3 separate regions of the Sus scrofa genome follow, and regions 1 and 2 are each linked to region 3. The links are chromatin contacts, called in public Hi-C and HiChIP or PLAC-seq maps. All regions are on one chromosome and are shown on one strand. The core of a region is the stretch at or near the end of the contact, and the rest is flanking DNA. Distances in the headings are between cores, read along the strand shown.

The links. A called contact is a pair of places that touch in the nucleus more often than the background predicts. HiChIP or PLAC-seq counts read pairs in DNA pulled down with a chosen protein or histone mark.
Region 1: a contact with region 3 is called in an H3K27ac HiChIP or PLAC-seq map of skeletal muscle. The contact joins the enhancer-like site here to the promoter of ACSL3 in region 3. A contact is called at or near these places in 8 of 47 Hi-C or Micro-C datasets (epiblast stem cells, fetal heart ventricle, fetal liver and 4 more) and 1 of 2 datasets of contacts at active chromatin or transcription factors (skeletal muscle).
Region 2: a contact with region 3 is called in a Hi-C map of liver, with 1.9 times the contacts expected there. The contact joins the enhancer-like site here to the promoter of ACSL3 in region 3. A contact is called at or near these places in 1 of 5 promoter capture datasets (liver) and 3 of 47 Hi-C or Micro-C datasets (embryonic fibroblasts, liver and skeletal muscle).

Annotation. Positions count from the first base shown.
Region 1 is chr15:124,620,705-124,623,890 of Sscrofa11.1, reverse strand. No RefSeq gene overlaps it. Among named protein-coding and RNA genes, the nearest start is that of MOGAT1, 54 kb to the right of the region's middle. Within about 2 kb of position 1,805, at least 17 of the 83 cell types and tissues checked have an H3K27ac peak or open chromatin away from gene starts, as enhancers often do. A contact at or near this core is called in skeletal muscle, where this site is marked.
Region 2 is chr15:124,664,284-124,667,908 of Sscrofa11.1, reverse strand. No RefSeq gene overlaps it. Among named protein-coding and RNA genes, the nearest start is that of ACSL3, 76 kb to the left of the region's middle. Within about 2 kb of position 1,703, at least 6 of the 83 cell types and tissues checked have an H3K27ac peak or open chromatin away from gene starts, as enhancers often do. A contact at or near this core is called in liver, where this site is marked.
Region 3 is chr15:124,739,848-124,743,411 of Sscrofa11.1, reverse strand. ACSL3 (acyl-CoA synthetase long-chain family member 3) reads right to left here and starts at 1,398. Exons shown (of 16, transcript NM_001143698.1): 1 at 1,278-1,398.

The DNA.
Region 1 (3,186 bases), core at 556-3,055, 120 kb after region 3:
TCAAGTCTTCAGACAACAAAAAACGCATAAACTAGGAGGGACAATCAGCAATTTCTTAAAAGTACTCCCAACAAACTGTCTTTATTTAACCATTGGACATATTTTTAAAAATTGGCTGATGAAACTTTTAGGATATTAACCAACACTCAGGGCAAATATCTATAATTGCACCCAGTCAACTTCAGTTGTGTCAACACTTAGAATCAGACTAATGTACTTAAAAAATTCAGTTCATTCTAAACTTTAGCCTTCATATTTTAAGTTGGCCACTATAACTGTGTAAGGGCCTTTTCAAATGATAGCATTACCTATGTTTAATGAGACTTGAGAGTTTGAAATGGAGTAAATGTCTTTAAAACCCCTAGGGTTGGAGTCCCATTGTGGCTCAAAGGTAATGAATCCAACTAGGGTTCGATCCCTGGCATTGCTCAGTGGGTTAAGGAACTGGTGTTGCTGCGAGCTGTTGTGTAGGCTGCAGATGCAGTTTGGATCCTGCATTGCCATAGCTGTGGTGTAGGCTGGCAGCTGTAGGTCCAATTTTCGACCCCTAGCCTGGGAACTGCCTTATGCTGTGTGTGCTGCCCTAAAAAAAATTAAAAAATAAAAAATAAAAACCCTCAGGTTTATTAGTTTATAATTTATTTACTTTATGTGTTTATTTAGCCACACCATGGCATGTGAAAATTCCCAGGCCAGGGATTGAACGCAAGCCACGGTGGTGACAATGCCTGATCCTTAAATTTTAGGCCACCAGGGAACTCCCAGTTTTGTTTTGTTTTTTAATTTTTAATTTTTTTTTTTTTTTTTTGGCTTTTGTCCTTTTAGGGCTGTACCCTCGGCATATGGAGGTTCCCAGGCTAGGGGTCTAACTGGAACTATAGCTGCTGGCCTATGCCAGAGCCAGAGCAACGCCAGATCCAAGCTGTGTCTGAGACCTACACCACAGTTCGCAGCAATGCCAGATCCTTAACCCACCGAGCGAGGCCAGGGATCAAACCCACAACTTCATGGTTCCTAGTCAGATTCATTTCTTCTGCGCCACAATAGGAACTCTCCAGTTTATTTAGATGGAGTACAATGTACCCTTTTCGATGTAGCTCCATGAGTTTTCACAAATGGGAGGCTTTTATTGTGATTCTTACAGCTGGTTATCAGCACAGGGAAGACTAACAAACCTGAACAGAGAGAAACAGACCAGGAATCAGTGATAACATAAAGCCAACCTCTCCGCAGGTACTGTGTGCTCAGGCAGCGGAGTGTGCCCTTTTGATGAATCGTGGCTCCTTTTCCCATAGAAAATGCTCTTATAATCTCTACAGATGAGAAAACTGAAGCTTTGGGGAAACTAAGTGCTTTGACGGAGGTCACATACCCAGGAAGTGGCAAACCCCCGGGAGGGGAGAATTCCCTGCCTCTTTCACCAAGCAGTTTTGAGATTTGGGGAAACCGATTCAGCCTTTTTGGGGCTCTGTTTTTCTCATTTGCATAAATAGAAGGTTCTCCTCGCTCTCTGTTCCCCTAGAGGACTGATTCCCTTTCAAAGCTCACCAGCTTGGTTCACAAGTGGAAATAAAACATGTGACCAGCTGCAGCAGCCCCAGGGCTGAGCGTCTCAGACAAACAGCCCTAGAAGTTAAAGAAACAAGTAAGCCAGGCCACACACCCTTGGCTAGAGCTCGGTCTGCACCCACACAAACCCTTCCCTGCTTTCAGCAGCTGGCACGGGGGTGAGGACAATGCCATCTAGTGGAGTTCAGGAGGCCAGAGAAACAACCAGGGAGGAAGTCCATTCGGCCTCGGTCCAGCAGAACAATGTGGGCACTGTCTTCTGTCCTGGCTTCTCTGGCCTCATCACATCTTCACAGACCGTGAATAAAGGGACTGGAGTTGGCCGAGCCACCCTCATTCTCTCCACTTTGTTCCGTGGTTGCCAAGCCAGCCTCCAGCACGTCAGCCCATCAGCTGCATCCTCCCACCTCCCTCTCAGCAGTAAAAGGTGCTTATTGTCCTGTTGCCCCTCCAGGGGACGTGGCAACATGAGAATGGAGCTGGGAATAATAAATGTGCAGCAGAAGAGTGGGTGTGGAGACTTGCTTCCAAATTCTGCTGTGAACTAGGGCGCTCCCTTATCTATTATGTTTTTTTTCAATTGTGACTGAAGTCAAGAAGTAAACTGGGTTTTCTGTATAGTAATTTCTTTCTCTTGGGGGTGCCGATGCTGAAGGACCTGGGGAGGAGTACTGCTTCCTTCTGACCGTTCAACACCCTGCACCTCACTGTCCTTCACGCTTGAGAGCAGCCTTTATCCACGCGGAACAAAACAGCATCACGCTAGGCACCAGCCTAACAGGCTGAACCCTTTTCTTCTTTTTGCCTATTTCTGGCTTGTGTTTCAGGAAACTTCAGGTCACAGAGTCTTCTTTTAGGCCTTAGGTACAACTGCTGATTGTCTGTCATGGGTAGCCACAGAGAAAGATGAAAATAACCCAACCCTAGCAGTGGGTAATTTTAAAAACTTGATTTTATAGGATAAAGTTCTTTTCGTAGAATGTCTGATTTTTTTTTTTTTTTTTTTTTTGGTCAATTTCTAAGGCCACTCCCGCGGCATATGGAAGTTCCCAGGCTAGGGGTCGAATTGGAGCTGTAGCCACCAGCCTACGCCAGAGCCACAGCAACTCGGGATCCGAGCCGCGTCTGCAACCTACACCACAGCTCACGGCAACGCCGGATCATTAACCCACTGAGCAAGGGCAGGGACCAAACCCGCAACCTCATGGTTCCTAGTCGGATTCGTTAACCACTGCGCCACGACGGGAACTCCTGATTTTTTTTTTTTAATCCCCAAATATCTAACGTACCCAGGGATTCTCTTCCTACATTTGGAGGAGGAGATTAATAATCAATTCAGAAGGCTACTGCAAAGACCAAGAGAGAGGATGCACCTAAAGACCAGGTGTGAGTTCCAAAGCATGCCTTCTGGGCACATTTCGATTGATGGCAATGAGAGTAAAGATGATATTTGTACAGTGCATTGCGAGTAAATGGACAAGGCAGCCAGATGGAGTTCTCACTGCCCCAGGGGCTCCAGCAGCCCTAAAGTTCCCTACTGCTCCATATTTAGAATGGATAAGCAATGAGGTACTGCTGTATAGCACAGGGAACTCTATCCAATCTCATGATAGAACA
Region 2 (3,625 bases), core at 454-2,953, 76 kb after region 3:
CAGGGCCCATGCTTCCTGTACTGGGCATTCATTCATTCATTTAATAACATTTCAGAACCTTCTATAGACCTGTCTAAGCCAGAGACCCCAGAGAAAACAGATGGAACAATTAAAATACGTAACTCAAGGAGAGCATAAAGTGACCACTTAAAATATTCCGGGATGATGTGTAAAAGCCACAAAGAATAACAAGAGGGGCATTGATTCAGCCTTAGGCCTGAGGGGCAAGGGGCAGAAGCAGTTACAGGAACTTGGAGCAGTGACCTTTGCCTGAAGGATTTGCTGTCTCTCTCTCTTCTTATCAGGGACACTGGTGTTCCCTCTGTGGTGCAACAGAATTGCTGCCGGCATCTCTGCAGCGTCAGGACGAAGGTTAGATACCCGGCCTAGCACAGTGGGTTAAAGGACCTGGCATTGCCTTAGCTGTGTCTGAGATCTTGATCCCTGGTCTGGAATTCCATAGGCTGCCGCCAGGCAGCCAAAAAGGAAAAGAAAAAAAGGACATCAGCACCATTGGATTAGGGTCCCACCCTAAGGGCTATACTTTAACATAATTACCTGTTTTAAGACTCTATCTCCAAATACAGGAGTACCTATACATTCTAGGTGCTGAGGGTTGGGATTTAAAAATATGGATGTGTGGCGTTCCCATCGTGGCTCAGCGATTAACAAACCTGGTTAGCAACCATGAGGATGCAGGTTCAATCCCTGGCCTTGCTCAGTGGGTTAAGGATCTGGTGCTGATGTGAGCTGTGGTGTAGGTCACAGACGTGGCTCGGATCTTACATGGCTATGGCTCTGACATAGGCCAGTGGCTATAGCTCCGATTAGACCCCTAGCCTGGGAACCTCCATGTGCCACAGGTATGGCCCTAAAAAGACTAGATAGATAGATAGATAGATAGATAGAAAGATAGAAAGATAGATAGATAGATAGATAGATAGATATAGATTTGTTGGGCAGGGGAGGGGAGGTGGAGAGGTGGTGGTATCACTCTTCGGTCCATAATAGAGGCCAAGGCAAGATGCTGTAATGGGAAAGACCGCTTTCCACGCTTCACACACAGGAAGAGATGAAGCCCAAGAGGAGACCGAGGAGAAAGGTGTGTGGCTTGGAAAAGCTGAGAGGCCCTGGCAAGGCCTCAAGCAGGAAGAGCTTTGAGAATTCTTGGCTCCTCCACCTATGGGGAGTGAGTGCTAGGCTATGCCTTAAATTTTAGGCATGGAATGTGTGCCTGCCGAGGGGGAAACGTGCCTGTTGTGGTGGTTTCTGTGTCTGCCTTCCTAGATTAGAGGCTCTTGGGGCCAAGGACTGTGATCCATCTGTCTTGGCATTCTTAGTGTCTATGGTCCTGAAACAGTGAAGAAACACAGTGAAAGAACAAGCAAATCTTGTTAAACCGATTAATGCGTCTCTTAACAGAGACCTGGAATGAATTAATGCCTCGTTTTCAAAACATCTGAGGTCTGGGTCACTTCGCAGATGGATGATCCTATCAGTGCTATGTTCATTCTTCTCTCCTTCTTAAACCCCAGTTCCTGTCCCCCACCTCCTAGTGTGCCCACATGCACACGTGTACACACTGTGGTCCTTGGCTAGACCAAGAAAGGGTAGCAGAATCGCCACAAAGGAAGTACAGTCTGTTTGTCTAAAGGTCAAGCCAAATCTCCACTGGCCCACGAGGCTTTGTTTATGAGAGCTGTTAATAGCCATGGGTTAGACTTTTACCTAAAAAGCAAAGTTCTTCTTCCACCATCTCTTCCTACCTTCCTTAACCCGGCCTCACCTCAACAAATTTAACCGAATGGTGGCCTGCGTACAGTGAAAGGGGTCATCTCTGCTGCTCTCAGGCTCTGATCTGTGCGCCAATCACTAAGTTTTTTTAGGCACCACTTTCTGCCTTGCTGTGTTAGCTAATAACAGATTTCAATTTTTCAAGCCAGTGGAGTCACGTCTGTAACCTATGATGAATAAATGATGTGGCAAAAAAAAAAAAATGTCAAAAGTCTCTGGAGTTCCCTTTGTGGCTCAGTGGTTAACAAATCTGACTAGAAACCATGAAGTTGCGGGTTTGATCCCTGGCCTTGCTCGGTGGGTTAAGGATCTGGCGTTGCCGTGAGCTGTGGTATAGACCGGTGGCTACAGCTCCAATTAGACCCCTAGCCTGGGAACCTCCATATGCTGCAGGAGTGGCCCTAGAAAAGGCAAAAAACACCAAAAAAAAAAAAAAGGCTTCGGTCTGGAATATATATGCAAACTCTTTTTTCCCCCTTTTTTTCTTAGATATCCTATCCTAATGGTTAGCCATTTACAATTGTATAGCTTAGACCTTTACAGTATTCCTAATGTATATCCTTCTAGAAAAGGCCAAGTAACAGGAAAACAAATATTATCATCTCCATGACTATAAACTGAATTGTGCCTCAGCCCACCCCAAATTCATATGCTGAAGTCCCAGCTCCTAGTGTCTCCAAGTGTGACTGTATTCAGAGACAGGGCCATCATAGAGGTGGTTAAGTTAACATGCAGCCCTTAGAGTGGGCCCTAAACCAACCTGACTAGTGTGTTTATAGGAAGAAGAGATTATCCTAGGCATATATCCAGAGAAAACCATAGTTTGAAAAGATACAAGCACCCCCAATATTCATTACAGCACTATTTACCATAGCCAAGATATGGAAGCAACATAAATGCCCATCAACAGAGGAATGGATAAAGAAGATATGGTACAATATACAATGGAATATTACTCAACCATAAAAAAAGAATGAAATAATACCATCTGCAACAACATGGATGGACCTAGAGATTATCATACTAAGTTAAGGAAGCCAGACAGAAAGACAAATACCACATGATATCACTTATATGTGGAATCTAAAACAAAAAAAAAGATGAGGAATTCCCATCATGGCGCAGCAGAAACAAATCCGACTGGGAACCATGAGGTTGTGGGTTCGATCCCTGGCCTTGCTCAGTAGGTTGAGGATCCGGCACTGCCATGAGCTGTGCTGTAGGTCACAGACTTGGATCTGGCATTGCTGTAGCTGTGGCATAGGCTGGCAGCTGTAGCTTCGATTGGACCCCTAGCCTGGGAATCTCCATATGCTTCAGGTACAGCCCTAAAATATAAAAATAAATTTAAAAAATAAAGATCGGAGTTCCCATTGTGGCGCAGTGGTTAACGAATCCAACTAGGAACCATGAGGTTGCAGGTTCGATCCCTGCCCTTGCTCAGTGGGTTAACGATCCGGTGTTGCCTTGAGCTGTGGTGTAGGTCACAGATGTGGCTCGGATCCCGCGTTGCTGTGGCTCTGGTGTAGGCTGGTGGCTACAGCTCCGATTCGACCCTTAGCCTGGGAACTTCCATATGCCATGGGTGCGGCCCTAGAAAAGACAAATAAATAAATAAATAAATGATAGCTAATATTTATTTAAAAATTTAAATAAAAAAATTAAAAATAAGGATGAGAACGAACTTATTTACAAAGCAGAAATATCTCCACAGACATAGAAAACAAACTTATTGTTACCAAAAGGAGTTGGGGAGAGGGATAAATTAAGAGTTTGAATTAGCGTATGCACACTACTATATATAAAAGGACCTACTATAAGTACAGAGAAC
Region 3 (3,564 bases), core at 149-2,648:
ACTTCAGCCAGCTACCGAGGAGAGGCAGCATAATATAGTGCTTAGATGTGAGAGCTCTGCATTTTCAGACAGGTGGGTCTGAATCCCAGCTTTTCTTTCTTGTTCTGATCTGGGGGAAAGTTAGGCCCAAATGGCAGTTTCTCCTGCTGTAAAATGATCCCTAGAAGGATGTTAACAGTTTTAGAGATACTATGCATAAAGCTCTTAGCACAAAGCCTGGAATGTTAATAAAGGCTCAATAAGCGTCAGCTGTTTGTCATTTTATTCAGCTATAATGACTTACACGAAGCCTAGCCCCTCTCTAGCCTTCAAATAATTTCAAAGACATCGTTATGCCCTATCTATTTTTGAAGGGCCCGATACACAATAGCTTAGAGCACATTTTCTAAATGCAGCCTAGACAAACGAGTTCTATGTCTCTGGGCCTCGGGTTCCTCATCTGTGAAACGGGTCTGATCATCTCAGCCTCACTGGATTGCTGGCAGTAAGCAGTCGCTCGGTATTGCACATTCCCTAACTAGTGTATAATTAAAATGCACCTGGGGAAAGGTAAACTTTCAACTCCAACCCCGAAACAACAGTATTAATCCCAGCCCCATCAGAACCGACTGCGGCCAGAACAAATACCACCAAAGTCGACGCATCTCACACCTCCAATTTCTCCTCACGCACTGCAGCAAAGCCCCCCGCCCCCCTGTGCGGCTCAGTTTCTCCGCTCCCAGGGACTACATTCAGAGCCGAGCTAGTGAAAGCAGCCAACCTCCCACCCCACCCCGCCCCCGGAACGCCGGGAGGGACCCCGTGTGTCCTTCCTCCCCCGGGCTGCGCGGCCGCTCCGCTGCGGTCCCCCAGTTCACGTGGGCCCTTCGGCCCGAGCCCCACCTCAGCCGCTTCCCGGATCCCACAGCGGCGCCTCCCACCCGGCCCGGCTGCTTCTCCCCACGTCGCGGGGGGAGCCCGCACCTCCGGCGCGCACACCCCCGGCGCCGGGATCGGCGGCTACGTCGGGGACCGGGGGGCGAGCAGGCCGGCAGCGTCCCTCCCCCAAAACACCGCCGCCCTCGGGCCCAGCTCGGTCGCACGCTGAGGCCAAGCCGCCAACCAAGCTCCGCTGCTCCCCACAACCGGCGCCGCACTCACCGCAACGCCGGGGCCCGGGTTCCTCCCGACTCCGGCCCACGAAGGCCTGGTTGCACCCCCAGAGCATTCACTCCCCGAGCCGCCTCCTGGGGACCCTGACGCAGCCGCCGCCGCAGTCGCGCTGCAAGGGGGCGTACCTCTGCTGCCTGGTCCGGCGCCGCAGCCGCAGCCGCCGCCTCCTACTCCTCCCAGTCGTCCCAGCTCTGTCCGCGGCGACTGGCACGGCTCCGCTCCCCGGCGCCGGCAGACCAGCGTCTGTTGAGCCGAACCGCCCGGGACGCACTCCCCCGGCCGGCGCTCGTTGCATATGCAGAGAGACCGCCGCCCATTGGCCCGGCGGCGGTGGCGCGTGCGGGGCTGGGCCTATCGAATTCCGGCCGGGAGCGCGGCGCGGGCGGCCGGGGGCGGGGCGGGGTTACTACAGGTCATTCCACGGAGCAGCGGCGGACGGGACCCAGCCGCAGCCGGCGCGGGGCGGGGAGCCGTCGGCGGGGAGGAATGGGACCACAGCTGCAGGGGGAGGGGAGCCGGGCTGCGCGGCCGGGAAGCTGGCGGAGGAGGGGAGGGTCCGACCGGGTCTACAGCGGAGGCCGTTCCTGGAGAAAAAGACTCCGACCCCCCCGCCCCCAAAAGATTTACAAACACAGTTATTACTCTAATGCATAAATCTTAATATAGATCAGAGGGAAATGCGCATATTATTTTCATTCTTAACGTGTTTACTTGTTTTGTTCTTGAACAAATTTGTCAAATTATTAAAATAAAATGATTTTTGGAAATGGCTGAAGCGAGAGGGGCTCAAAAATTCTAGCCATGTACCATGTTTATTATTTCTCCTGTTTTGACTTCTCTGAACCCTGCAAATAACCCTTCTCCCCTCAGTGCACTATTTATAAAAGATTGATATTTTTCAAAGGACAAAGTTTACCCCAAATTATCGTCTTTGGATGTTTTTCTTATGAAGCTAGAAGTGTTCCTGCATTTTAAGGAGGTTGCCATTATATCCCACGTTAGACAATACGGAAGGAAAAACAAAAGACACGGAACACAGGTAGACTGCCTTCCCATTAGCAAACAAACCAAAACACAAATGACTTAAACAATAGCTACAGTGCACAATAAGAAAGTTGACTTTCATTAAACAAATAGGAGTGGGATGAAGGGGGTTTTTTTTTAAATCCAACGAATTAGTGAACGAAGTTATAACGTTAAGTCAGATATGATACCACAGGAAATAAAACATTTAGAGGGTTTGGTTTGGTTTTGAAGTGATGAAGGCGCTAGAAATGGCTGTTTGAATAGTAAACCTCCCCGCGATGCAAAACTTGTGTTTAAGTAGGTGAAAGGTGACGTTCACGAGCCAACCGCAGGCTAAAGCAGGAGCTTGCTTCTCAAGAAAATCTCAAAATCAGTGATGCCGCCTCAACTTGAGCTAGGTGGAGTGATGAGGCTGAGAGCAAAGAAGGCTCACTCACCTCGGGCCCCAGGCCAATTTACCTTGCTAAAAAAAGGATACTCAGGCAACCTGATCTTCTACTAAGAAAGGAGGTTCCATTGCTCCTAATCTGAGGAAATGCTATCAAAAGATACACCCTGAAGATAAATGGAATGCAGAATTTCTTATCTGAAAAGATTGCCACCATTCTGCATGCAAAAGGAAGTATACCTTAAAAGTGGTTGTTCCAGAACCAAGAAAAGCCTCTAGCAAAATATGTAGTTTCCAAAGGAGGAACTTTTTTTTCCGTCAATAAGTGTGAAGCAGACTAGTAGAATTCCAGCAACACCTTAACATCTTTCTTCATTATCCCTTTCCATGTTTGTGTGTTTGTGTGGGTGTGAGAGAGAGGGAGAGAGAGAGATTTGTAAAAGAAAATATTCTTTGGAATTAAAATTCTAAATTCTCATCTTATTTGCTTAGGATAAACAGAAATGTAATATTTCCAGTCTCTAACATGTTTTATTTTTAAAATAAAATAATACATGCACAGTTGCTTTTCTTTTAGATGGGCTTTCAGTACATTTTTATTTTTACTTAGAGCTTTTGAGAGAATTTTAGAATTTGGCTGCATTTTCCTTCTTTTTAGAAAAATCAATTCAGGGAGTTCCTGTCGTGGCTCAGTGGTTAACAAATCCAAATAGGAACCATGAGGTTGCAGGTTAGATCCCTGACCTTGCTCAGTGGGTAAAGGATCCGGCGTTGCTGTGAGCTGTGGTATAGGTTGCAGACACGTTGCTGTGGCTGTGGTGTAGGCCGGCGGCTACAGCTCCAATTAGACCCCTAGCCTGGGAACCTCCATATGCCGCGGGAGCAGCCTAAGAAATGACAAAAAGACAAAAAGAAAAAGAAAAAAGAAAAATTCATTTCAGAATCTGTATTGGCCAACTGAATGACAACATCCAGCATTTTCTTTTACAGTTCTGTTA